Regions from separate parts of the Mus musculus genome. Here region 2 is linked to region 1. The links are chromatin contacts, called in public promoter capture Hi-C maps. All regions are on one chromosome and are shown on one strand. The core of a region is the stretch at or near the end of the contact, and the rest is flanking DNA. Distances in the headings are between cores, read along the strand shown.

Region 1 (5,457 bases), core at 1,257-3,756:
TATTTTTTTTCGTGGATGCACATGCCACAGCATGTATATGTAGGACAGAGGACAGCTTGAGAGAGTCAATTCTCTCCTTCCACCATGTGGGTGGGTCCTGGGAATCAAACTCGCCTTATCTTGATGTTCCAACACTTGGGAGACAGAGAGAGGAAAGAAGGTGAGCCGAGCCCAACTGGATTACATAAATGAGACTATCTCCGAAAACAAAGCCAAGGAATCTCACTGAGTAGTGCTGGCCTTGCTGGAGTGCAGTGAGTGTGGAGGTGGAGAGCAAACTGAAACCAGAATCAGAGTTCAAATATTGCATAAAGCCTGAGCTCTAAATTCTTATGTAAATCAGCTGGGGACTGACCAACAGCTGTGAGATGCAGGGGGCTTTACACTGGCTTTAAACTTTGGTGCAAATCTCTTACTGAAGCCAAAACCATAGTAAATACAAGAACGCATTTATATTCTGGCAGTCCCAGGGATGAATTCCAGACAAGCCTGAGAGTTCCTGCGTCTAAAGAAAAATGCTAACTCTTGGCACGGCCTGGGATGTGTAACAGAGAGCTCTGGGAGAGTCACGTGTCTGGCTTTATCTGTGAGCATCTTCAGCTTGGAGAAGTTGACTTAACTCACAAGAGTCCAGTAAGTCACACATTACCTGGTTATCCTGAGGGTCCAGTTTGCATGGGAAGGCACTTGAGAGTCACATGGATGATAACCCTCAAACTACAGAAGACATTCCTCGGGAATGCACTGGAGAGCGACAGCCTTCCTCCCCTCCTAGTTTTCAGTAGATGAACAGTTCTTGTGGCTTACATCCCTTTCTTTTGCGGCATGTAAAAGCCATGATCCCCAGATCTGGCTCCACCTGTCTCAACGACCCTGCCCAGGGAAGACAGAGAGGCTGAGGCTGGCAGTGCGGTGTTACCATGCTCCTGCCTATCCTGCCAGGAGACTGCTTTTTGTGAATGAACCACTCTCTTCTCTCTCTCTCTCTTTTCCCTAACAAGCCAGAATAGCAGCTGTTGTTCAGTGGTCCACTGGAGAGAAGCTGGGGCAGGCCGGTGATTAGGGAGCTTGTCTACAAGGCACTCCGCTCAACCTTAGCACCAAACACAGAAACAAAACATGCATGCAGGGCATTTATTCCCAGCACTTGGGAGGCAGAGGTAGGTGAAATCTCTGTGAGTTTGAAGCCAGCTTAGTCTACATAGTGAGTTCTAGGACAGCCAGAATGTAGGCTATGTAGAGAAACTCTGTCTTGAAAACCAAAATCCAAAACAAATACAAAATAACAACAAAACCCACCCAAACCAATCAACCAAACAACAAACACAAACAACGACAATAACCCTGAAATCTAAGAAAACAAGCAGACAGAAGGAGGGTGTGCAGATCATTCACAGGGCCCCTCGAACTCTCTCACTAAGCCAGTGTTTACTACAGAGTGATAGCATGGAAGGCCTGGGGGCTAAGAAGACAGTTCTTTCTCACAAGAAGCTTGCGGTTTCTTGGGAAAGAGATCTGAAGACAAATCGGTTTAATGAAAGGAAGAATGTAGTATACCCAGAGCAGTGATAGAAACATCTGCCAGGTGCTGCTGCTGCACACAGCCTGCTCTGACTTCTCAGCAACTCTCTTGGCAGGAGGGGCAGCCTGTGCAAAGCCAGAGAAGCAAGGCATTTGTGGGCAGTCTCTAACTCTGGCATGCTGTTGTCCATGCTAAGGCTGGATAGCAGGCAGACACTAACCACTCAAGGCAATATACTGAGTTAGAATTACTGTAAGCAAAACATCAAACCCGCGGGCTCCCAGACTTGAGCATGGTCTAGGGACGAGCGTCTAAGCTAAAAGTGCTTACTTAGACTTTTAGAGAAAGCTGTGTGAACAGCATCTTTCCCTGCTGCCTTAGGGTCCAGCTCCAGACCCTGCTACTTGATCAGGTCTGCTTCAGGAGATGCCAAGAAGACAGGGAGAGCCAAACAGCTACCCCTGAAAGGCTCTGTGTCTGGAGGTGACGGGTCCAGCTAGGATAAAGAGAAGCCGCTCCAGTCAGGGGTACAGCTGATGCTGCTGTTTGTTCTCTCTTCCCTCGAGCAGCCTCATTCCCAAGTGAGATCTGAAAACCTTAAAATTACATTACCAGGGCTGGAGAGATGGCTCAGCCATTAAGAGTATTTATGGTGCTTACAGAGGACCAGAGTTTGGCTCCCAGTACTCACATCAGGTAGTTCACAACTACTTGTAACTCCAGCTCCAGGGAATTTGATCCACCTCTCTGGCCTCTGTGGGCACCTCCATACATGACACACACTCGAGCACAAACATACTCACACATAACTCAAGATTAAACATTTAAAAATTAGATTACCACCTGAAGTTTAAAAGAATCCCATCCCAAATAAAATAATAAAAGGGGTTGGCAGGTCATTCCAATCCAATCAGAGTTTGTCTATCTCAGACGCGAATATCATCAAAGCAACTGACAAACTGTCACGGAACCTGCTGGATCTCTAGCTTTGGCCTTGTCTGTCTTCTTCAGCTCCTGAACTCTCTTCTCCCTCCTCCTCTCATGGGCTCTGAGTCCATTCCTAGCATACTAACAGGCCCAGAACTCTTGGTCTGCAGCCATCCTGGGCTCACTGAGCAAAGCCAAGTTGCCTGACTCTGCCCCCTGGTGGCCTAATGACCAAGTTTCATGGAGGTAAGTTATTCTCTAACCACTCAGCGGGTTTTCTACACACAGGGTAGGAAACAGGGTATTGATTGTGGATCAAGAAGGGAAATCAAAGAAATATTTAACATGTAGCCTTTACCTTCTAAACTCTAGGCCTTTGGATAAACAGAAATTAGAGATGTGGGTAAGAAAGTAAGGAGGTCCACCATAACTTTTTGATAATTAAGACAAACATTATACAAAAGTTAACCTCTTTATCAATATAACTACTATCTTTAGATGAAGAATTATTAGTTATAACATTTTTTCATACTATAGGTCTTGGTATGTTATATTTACAACAGAGGTGCAGTTAAACATTTTTAGAAATCACATTTGTGTATTTTGTGTAGATATGTGGGCGTGCATACCAGAGCACATGTGTGGAAGTCAGAGGAAAATCTGCAGGATTAGGTTCACTCTTTCCACCATGTGGATCTCAGGGACTGAGTTTGGGTCGTCGGGCTTGGGAGCAAGCATCTTTTCCTGCTGAGCCATCTCACCAGCCCAGTTAAACGTCTTAAATTAACACCTTAAAACTAAAGTAAAGGAAGTTAGTATTCTAAACTTTAGTGTTGACAGACAAAAGAAAACATCGATTTACTTTAAGGAAGCCGGGTTTCCACGGAAACCCATCAAGGAATCTCAGTACATGGATCCGGATGCCGAGTGGGTCAGAACCCAGAGGTACAGATTTAGGATTTACTTCTGTGAGGCTGAACACGAAGTCAGGAAATTACTCACTTGTTAAAAGAGAGCAGAGCTAGAAGAAAGCCAGAGAAGATACTAAGAATAGAAAGGGGGATGGAAATTACTCATGGGGAAAGAACCAGGGTAGTAGTGCACTCGGGGCCAAAGGAGAGGGTTTCAGGTTTCAAGAGGGTGGAGACCAAGAGTATTCTTAAAGAGCAGAGATTCAGACAAGCTACTTCCAACACATTCCTTAAGCCCCTACCACAGCCAAGTAATGTGCTGGCCATAAGAGCTCAGGAAGAGACAGAGGACAGTGGCATAGTTAATGTAATGCAACAGCTTTCCTCGTTGGTTTTTTCTGTAATTGTTTGTTTTGTTTTAAGTCAGGGTTTTGCTGTGTAGCCCTGGCTGTCCCGGAATTCCATCTGTAGACCAGGCTGGCCTTGAACTCACAGAGATCTGCCTGCCTCTGCCTCCTGAGTGCTTGGATTAAAGGTGTGCGCCACCACCACTAGGCTATAAATGTTTTTTAGAGTGTGGGTGTGTGTGAGAGTGTCCAAGGAGGACAGAAGACTTTGATCCATTGGAGCTGGAATTACAGAGATTTATGAGTTCTGGGATCTGAATTCTAGTCCTCTAAGGACTTAAATGCTCTTAACAATGGAGCAGTCTTTCTAGCCCTTTCCTTTGTAATTCTTATCTCTATTAATGAACTGATTCTACCTGCCACCTCTCCATTTCTTTTGCTTTTTGTTTAAAATGTATATGCCAGATCCTGCCTTTGTCTGTCCTTCCTTCTTCCTTTTCTTCCTTTCCTTCCTTCCTTCCTTCCTTCCTTCCTTCCTTCCTTCCTTCCTTCCTTCCTTCCTTCCTTCCTTCCTTCCAACAGGGTCTCTCTCAGCTCTTGTTGTCTTGGAATTCGATATGTAGACTCAGACTGGCCTCAAATTCACCATGTTTCTTTAATGACTTCTGGGCCATGTTTTTTGTGTTCTACAATGTATCTCACGGTGTTTTTCAGCAGTTGTTTCTATTCTTTGTTTTCAGATTCATGAGAGAGTCTGGTTTGCATAGTCATCTTTTGCATTAGGCGACAGTTGGGGTTGCTGGACAGCCTATGAAATGGTCCAGAAGTCTGTCTGTGGTCTGGGAAAGGAAAAGGAAGTCACCTGACATATGCAGACCTGATCCTTTAGTGTGGACAGTGGGGAAGGCAGTTATTTTAAATTAACACATTCAGTAGACATTGAATAGAAATCTTAATTTAAAAAGTCAAGTATGCAAAGAATAACATATAGAATTGTTTATAACTATTCTGTATATAAATATTGACCTCGAGTCTCCCTTCTGATGGGCTCAAAGAAACTCAATTTATACTCTTTGAGAAGTGGCACCCACAGAGAGTGTGATTATACACACATATATGAGTACTCAGGTGGCAGTGTGTGTGTGTGCGCGCGCGCTAACACAGAGGCTAGAAGAAGGATGTCGATGTCCTGCTTTCGTTACTTGTCTTGTCAAGATGGTGTAGCACACTGAAAATCATACCCTCCTCCACCACCATCATTCTCTCCTAAACACATATACATTCTCTCCTAACTCAAGGAGAATGAAAAAGACAGAAAAAAAAAAAACCCAAAAAAACCACATGCATATCTTTCCCTAAATGTATAGAAATGTTGGATAAAGTGCTAGTGAAAATTGAGCTTTTCTTGGTGGGGGGTTGGCGGCGGTTTCGAGACAGGGTTTCTCTGTGTAGCCCTGGCTGTCCTGGAACTCTGTAGACCAGGCTGGCCTGGAACTCAGAAATCCGCCTGCCTCTGCCTCCCGAGTACTGGGATTAAAGGCGTGCGTCATCACCGGCCGGTGGGCTTTTTGTTTTTGAATGGTGAAATAATAAAAATAATGATTTTCCCTTCAAAAGAACCTCTCATTCTTTGTAAAGTCAAAACTGTAACGAGGGAACCATGAGTGCTCGCCAATGCCTGTAATCCTAGCACGTGGGCAGGCACGTGGGAGGGCACAGGCAGGAAGCTTTTGAGTTTGAGGGAAGCCTG
Region 2 (5,507 bases), core at 587-3,086, 450 kb after region 1:
AATATGGAGGATTATCCAAAGTTCTCCTAAACTCCCAGGGAGGTTTCCAGAGGGAAGAAAAAGGTAAATACCAAATACTGGAGCTATCAAGCAAAATACCTTAAAAATCACTCCCCTGCCCCAGAGGAGTGAAGGCAGTTGCAGAGGAGAGGTACAGTGGAACGCAGGCTGCAGACGCTGAGGACCTGCTGAGGACTGGCTCCCAGACCCATGGTAGCCCTGGCTTACCTTCACCTCCACTGTGAATGGTGGCACACAGGCATTTTCAGCTCTGCCCACTATCACTTCCTCTAAAGGGTCCCATTCGTTGTAAGAGGAGACAGGGCAGTCCTTGGGCAGAGGATGGGTGGCCTTGTCTTCAGCTGCACAGGAATTTCGGGAGGAAGCTGTAGCTGCCTGGGTGCTCTGGAAAGTTCGCTGCACCCATCCTGTTAAGGATCCTCCAAGCTTAAAAGCAAACAAACACACACACACACACAAACAAGGTATGGTTAAAGTGTGAGACTCAGGATAACACAGATATGTACTTGAGGAGACCCTAAGATGTTGACTAGTAGAGGGGTTTTGGGTGATTAAAAAAAAAACCCACATAACTTTTTGTTGATGATAGACTGATTTTGTTTTTGTCATATGCTGTAATCTTTTAGAACTCCCAGAAAGATCTGGTTCCCAGCAACATGTTTCCCATATCTATCTCAAAGTTTTTGCAAACTAATTTTCAGAAACTTTCTTAGAAGATAGGCCATCCTCTTCCTCAAGGAAGTGCCCAGTAAGTACCGGCAATGTCCAACTGAAGGAGGAAGTCTTGCTTTTTCAGTTTGGAAGGTTACCAAAACGGAGTTCTTTTTACTGTAAATAACATGGGATCTGAAAAGACCTTATCTTTCAGAATAAGCAACCCCAACCTTTTTTTTAATCACTTTTTTTTTTCATTTCAAGTCAGAGATGACTGTCATGTGTACCATAAGGATTAACCCAGGCAGGCACAGAATGTAAACTTAAAAAGAGATCTAAGCATATTAAAAACCTTCTTTCTTTCTTCCTTCCTTCCTTCCTTCCTTCCTTCCTTCCTTCCTTCCTTCCTTCCTTCCTTCCTTCCTTTCTTTCTTTCTTTCTTTCTTTCTTTCTTTCTTTCTTTCTTTCTTTCTTTCTTTCTTTCTTTCTTTCTCTCTTTCTTTCTTTCTTCTTTTTAAGACAGGCCTGTATAACCTAGCGCAGGAAGATTCCCTTACCCACTCCCCCTGGCAAACCTCATCCCGCCCCCAAACTCTATCAGGCTGTTAAAAGTCCTCTAAGAAGGGAGCTAGAGGGACTCTTGGGTGGAGACCCAAAGCAAGAGAGCAAATGACAGCTGTTCAAGAACCAGCTGCTGGCAGAACTCATCTGCCAGAGCTATTCCTGTCAAGGAGCAAGGGAGGGTCTGCAGGCATGGGCTCGGATATCCCAAGGAAGCAGAGGGCCTGGCAGAGCAGCAGGTGGGGGACAGGATGGACTCATTCCAACTTCCCCGGTAAAGCCCAGGGATCCCAGAGTTTCAGCTGGAGCCGGCCTGTAGGCTCCGTCCATGCCCTCACATGCATCTTCCCAGAAAACGCCCTCACGGGCTACGGAACACAGACCACGCCACCCTGTTACCGGGGTGTCCAGTCTCCCTCTGGGTCCCCATCCTGCATCCCGCAGAGGTCCCGAGGCAGCGTAGGGACTCACCCGAGAGCCGATGTAGTGCACCGCCTCGGCACCTCGGCTGCCTCCGCGCAGACACCGCACCCGTAGCATCGCCCCGTCTCTGCTGCTCCGCGTGCACAAGGTCCTAGTCGCCAAGCTCGCGCCAGCTCCCAGCCTGCGGCCGCGCGCGCTGCTTTTGTAGCCGCGCCCAGGGCCTGGCCCATTGGCTGCCAGGAACAGGTGGCCTCGGCGTCCGTGGGTCACGTCCCGGGGCTGGCCCTTTTTTTTTTTTTTTTTTAGCTCGTGCCTCCCGTACTGGCTCAGGTCAGCGGCGGCGAAGACCCATGAAGAGGCTACCCAATGCCTAGCAGGGATGATGGTTCCTTAGTCTCTCTTGTTGGAAGTCCATTTTTCAACCTGAATGTGTAAACCCCAAGGCCAGTCTTAGTCCATGGGCCACTGAGTGGAACGGCCCCGAGTTAGCTTCCAAGTTTGTCGACCTGAGCCTATGTGGTGGTGGTCTTTAGAACACTGGTGGTCTTTGGCTAGGTGCTCCTGCTTTGAGAAACTCAGTTATGAAAACAGGCAGATAATAATAAGTCAAAAGTAATAAGGAGTGGGGGAGCTACAGTTAGCTTCTGCTTCTGAGGCACATCTTAAAAGGTTTCTTTCAATATGACTTGGGTGCTTGATTACAAAGTAGTTCCCTTAACTGGATTTGTAGAACTAAAACTAGAGAACTCAAATAGACACATCACTTCCTAGCAGAAGGGGCAGATTTGAGTACTTCTTGCCTGGCTGTGTCGTCCAGTCTGGCTTCCGGCCCTCCATTCTCCTGGATCCCGCGATTATAGGCTTGTATGATGAGCACCCCCCACCCCCCTGCCGGCTTCTCTGTGTTGTGTTTTCTAGAAACTGAGAACGGTGACATTGATAGTCCCTGGTCCACGAGCTAACCAGAGACCAAAATAAACGGTGCCGGTAAAGTCTAGGCAACTCTTAAGAGTCGTATGATTACGAGGTAATACTCAACAAAGAGGTCTCAAGGTCCTGATATGGTGAAGGGAGCCAGTGAGTCTAGGTTCCTATCTTAGCTCTGTTCTTAAAATGCTGTGTGGCTTGGAAGCACAACCCTGGACCTTTCTATCAAAGGCTCGCTCCTTCTGCTAGTGAGGGCTTCGGGGAATCTGAAGAATTTCTCAAAACTTAAAACTTTTACCCAATAGATGAACTCAATCAACTCTGGGGACTATGTCTTTGGGTGTACTTAGGGTGACCAGAGATGTACCCTTCTCAGTGAAGGGATTTAAAAAGATGGTTAAGGTTCAGGATATAGCTTAGTAGAAGAGTGCTCTCACTCACCTTGTATTTAAAAGCAGCCAAACAACCGAACCAACCAAACCAGCCAAAACAAACCTCACCACAAACCTTGTAAGAGCCAGCATAGTGGTTCAGTCAACTTTGTAAGTTCCAGGAGGGCTTGGTCTGTCTGATACTTTGTTTCAAACAATGGCTGGTAAGTACACATAAGAAGACTTTCACTTTGCTTGGTTTCCAGTTTTGTCAGAGATCTATAAACACCTCATGACCCTCATTGAAGACATTATTTTTATTTTGAAAGTGCAAGATCTAAAAGTATCTGACAAAAATTAGGGGGCAATTTAGCTTTAGACAATGGGAAATGCTTACAGCCAGACTGACACCCTCATCTCTTGTAATCCAGGAGAGGAGCAGAGGAGAGAGCAAGCCCCACACACCAGCCCTACTGTTATCGAAGCAAATTAAACCACCCCCCCTAGACTTTGTTTTTTTCTATTTAGAGGATTGAAAAGAATAAAATCAGGGAAAAATTTAACACTCAAGTTCAAATAAGGTAACTCAAGTATATTTTCACAGCTAGAATGTAGTGAGAAAAGCTACACTAGTATTTGACTCCTAGTAGCATTCTGCTAGACTCAGATGAGTGATTTGCTCAACCATCATCAGAGAAGCTTCTTCTGTTGTAGACGGGAACAAATACAGAAACCTAGAGCCAGCCGCTTAGCAGAAAATGAGAAACCTCAGAACACTCCATCCTAGATGGGATGGACTGTGGGGATGGGGGAGGGACAACTGAGACCCTAGATGGGATAAGAAATCCATCAAATCCCTGTCTTCAGGGCTCGGGGAACTCTGCAGAAGACAAGGGGGAAAGAGTATAAGAGCCAGAGGGACTGGAGGACACCACAAAAACAATGCCTTTCGAACACAGCAGGACTGACACACACCGGAACTCACAGAAGCTGTGGCAGCATGCACAGGGCCTACACAGGTCTAAGCTAGATGGAGTCCTAGCACTGAGAGGGGAAGTGTATACATGCACCCATCACTAACCTAGAAGCGATCTCTAATTGATAACCACTTGCAAAATTAGTTTCCTCCAGTGAAGTTGCACTTGGTATACAAAGCCCCCTTAATGACAGACCTTGTCCCATCAGCAGATGGCTAACACAAAACAAATTTAAGGTTGGAGGCTCCTTGTCTCATAATGCTTTGTCTGGCCATTATTTTTGTTTTGATCTCTTACAGTTCTTTTGCATGTATACATACTACAGTTCCCACTGTTGCATTTTTATAGGATTTCTGTGTGTAGGAACATGTGTATCTCAGTATCCACATGTGTTTATTGTGACTTTCTTCTCCTGGTAGTTTGTTTCATCGTATTCCAGTTTGTTTTTATTTTATCTTATTTCAGCATTACTTTTTAGATGCATGTTTGTGTTCTGATGAGAGAGAGAAAGAAAGGGTGTGGATTTGGGTAGATGGGAAGTTGGGGTGGGTCTGGGAGGCGCTGGTGTAAGCAAAACCATAATCAGAAAGAAATCTGTTTTCAAATTTTAAAAAGTATTATTTATGATGCCTTAAAAATATTTCTTGGCAAGAATACATAGAATGTGAATAGCTTACATTGTCTCCAGTTGGCTTGGTGATAAAGTGAGAATTTTTCACCATAAACTCGGTTGTAGCATTGAATTTTGACATTTAAAGGAATTACCCAGTAAATAAAATATACAAAAAAGGTTGTATTTAACAGCAGCATGATCACCAACTCGGAGTTAGAAAAGGAAGCCAAGTGGCTGCTGTCACAGTCTATTAATCTAGCACCAGCTAAGGGTGAAATCAGAATATTCACATCCCTGAAGAAGTGAAGCCTATTGACAAGAATGATTCCTCCAACTTTGGAACTCACAAAGCAACCTTCTCCTTCTACGCAGATGGAGCAGGGGAGAAGGGAGTCACCCAAACAGGCCAAGACTAAGAGATCTCGAGGCTGAAAGATAGGGCCCTCCTTGTAAAGTATCAAGTAGTGTGTGGGCTTCTCTGTGAGAATCTAGTGAGCCCTGTGTAACTCAGTCTTTCCTCTCCAGTAAGCACCACCATCTCCTCCTCCTCCCCTTCTCCTCCTCCTCTCCTCTTCCTCCTCCCCTTCCTCCTCCTCCCCTTCTTCCTCCTCTCCTCCTCCTCCCCTTCCTCTTCCTCTCCTTCTTCCTCCTCCTTTCTCCTCTTCTTCCTTTCCTTTCTTCATCTTTTTCGCACTTTTCCTCCCTTTCCCTTTTCTTCTTTGTCATTGTTATTGTCTTCTTCTGGGATGCTAGGAATCAAACTTAGTGCCTTACATATGTGATAATCAAGTACTTGACCTCTGAGCTATATATCCCAGGCCACTGTTTTTGCTCAATATTGTCTTTCTTACTTGCCTAATCAATTTGAGGAGCTAATAAAAGGCTCCTTTCTGTACCTAGGATGCTATAGGATTGGCCTCTTTACCCGATACCCAATGTTCTTCTAACTCATGACATTGT

The links. Promoter capture Hi-C pulls out the DNA fragments that hold promoters and counts their contacts.
Region 2: a promoter capture Hi-C map of pre-B cells shows a contact between it and region 1. The contact joins the promoter of Gatm here to the promoter of Trim69 in region 1. A contact is called at or near these places in 12 of 39 promoter capture datasets (the 3T3-L1 cell line, cranial neural crest, embryonic stem cells and 8 more), 1 of 115 datasets of contacts at active chromatin or transcription factors (bone marrow-derived macrophages) and 2 of 9 other capture datasets (adipose tissue and liver).

Annotation. Positions count from the first base shown.
Region 1 is chr2:122,158,202-122,163,658 of GRCm38.p6, forward strand. Trim69 (tripartite motif-containing 69) reads left to right here and starts at 2,507. Exons shown (of 7, transcript NM_080510.3): 1 at 2,507-2,695. The coding sequence starts at 2,690. The region is part of intron 2 of Patl2 (protein associated with topoisomerase II homolog 2 (yeast)); the gene reads right to left.
Region 2 is chr2:122,609,441-122,614,947 of GRCm38.p6, forward strand. It overlaps Gatm (glycine amidinotransferase (L-arginine:glycine amidinotransferase)), which reads right to left and starts at 1,837. Exons shown (of 9, transcript NM_025961.5): 1 at 1,708-1,837; 2 at 229-447. The coding sequence starts at 1,776.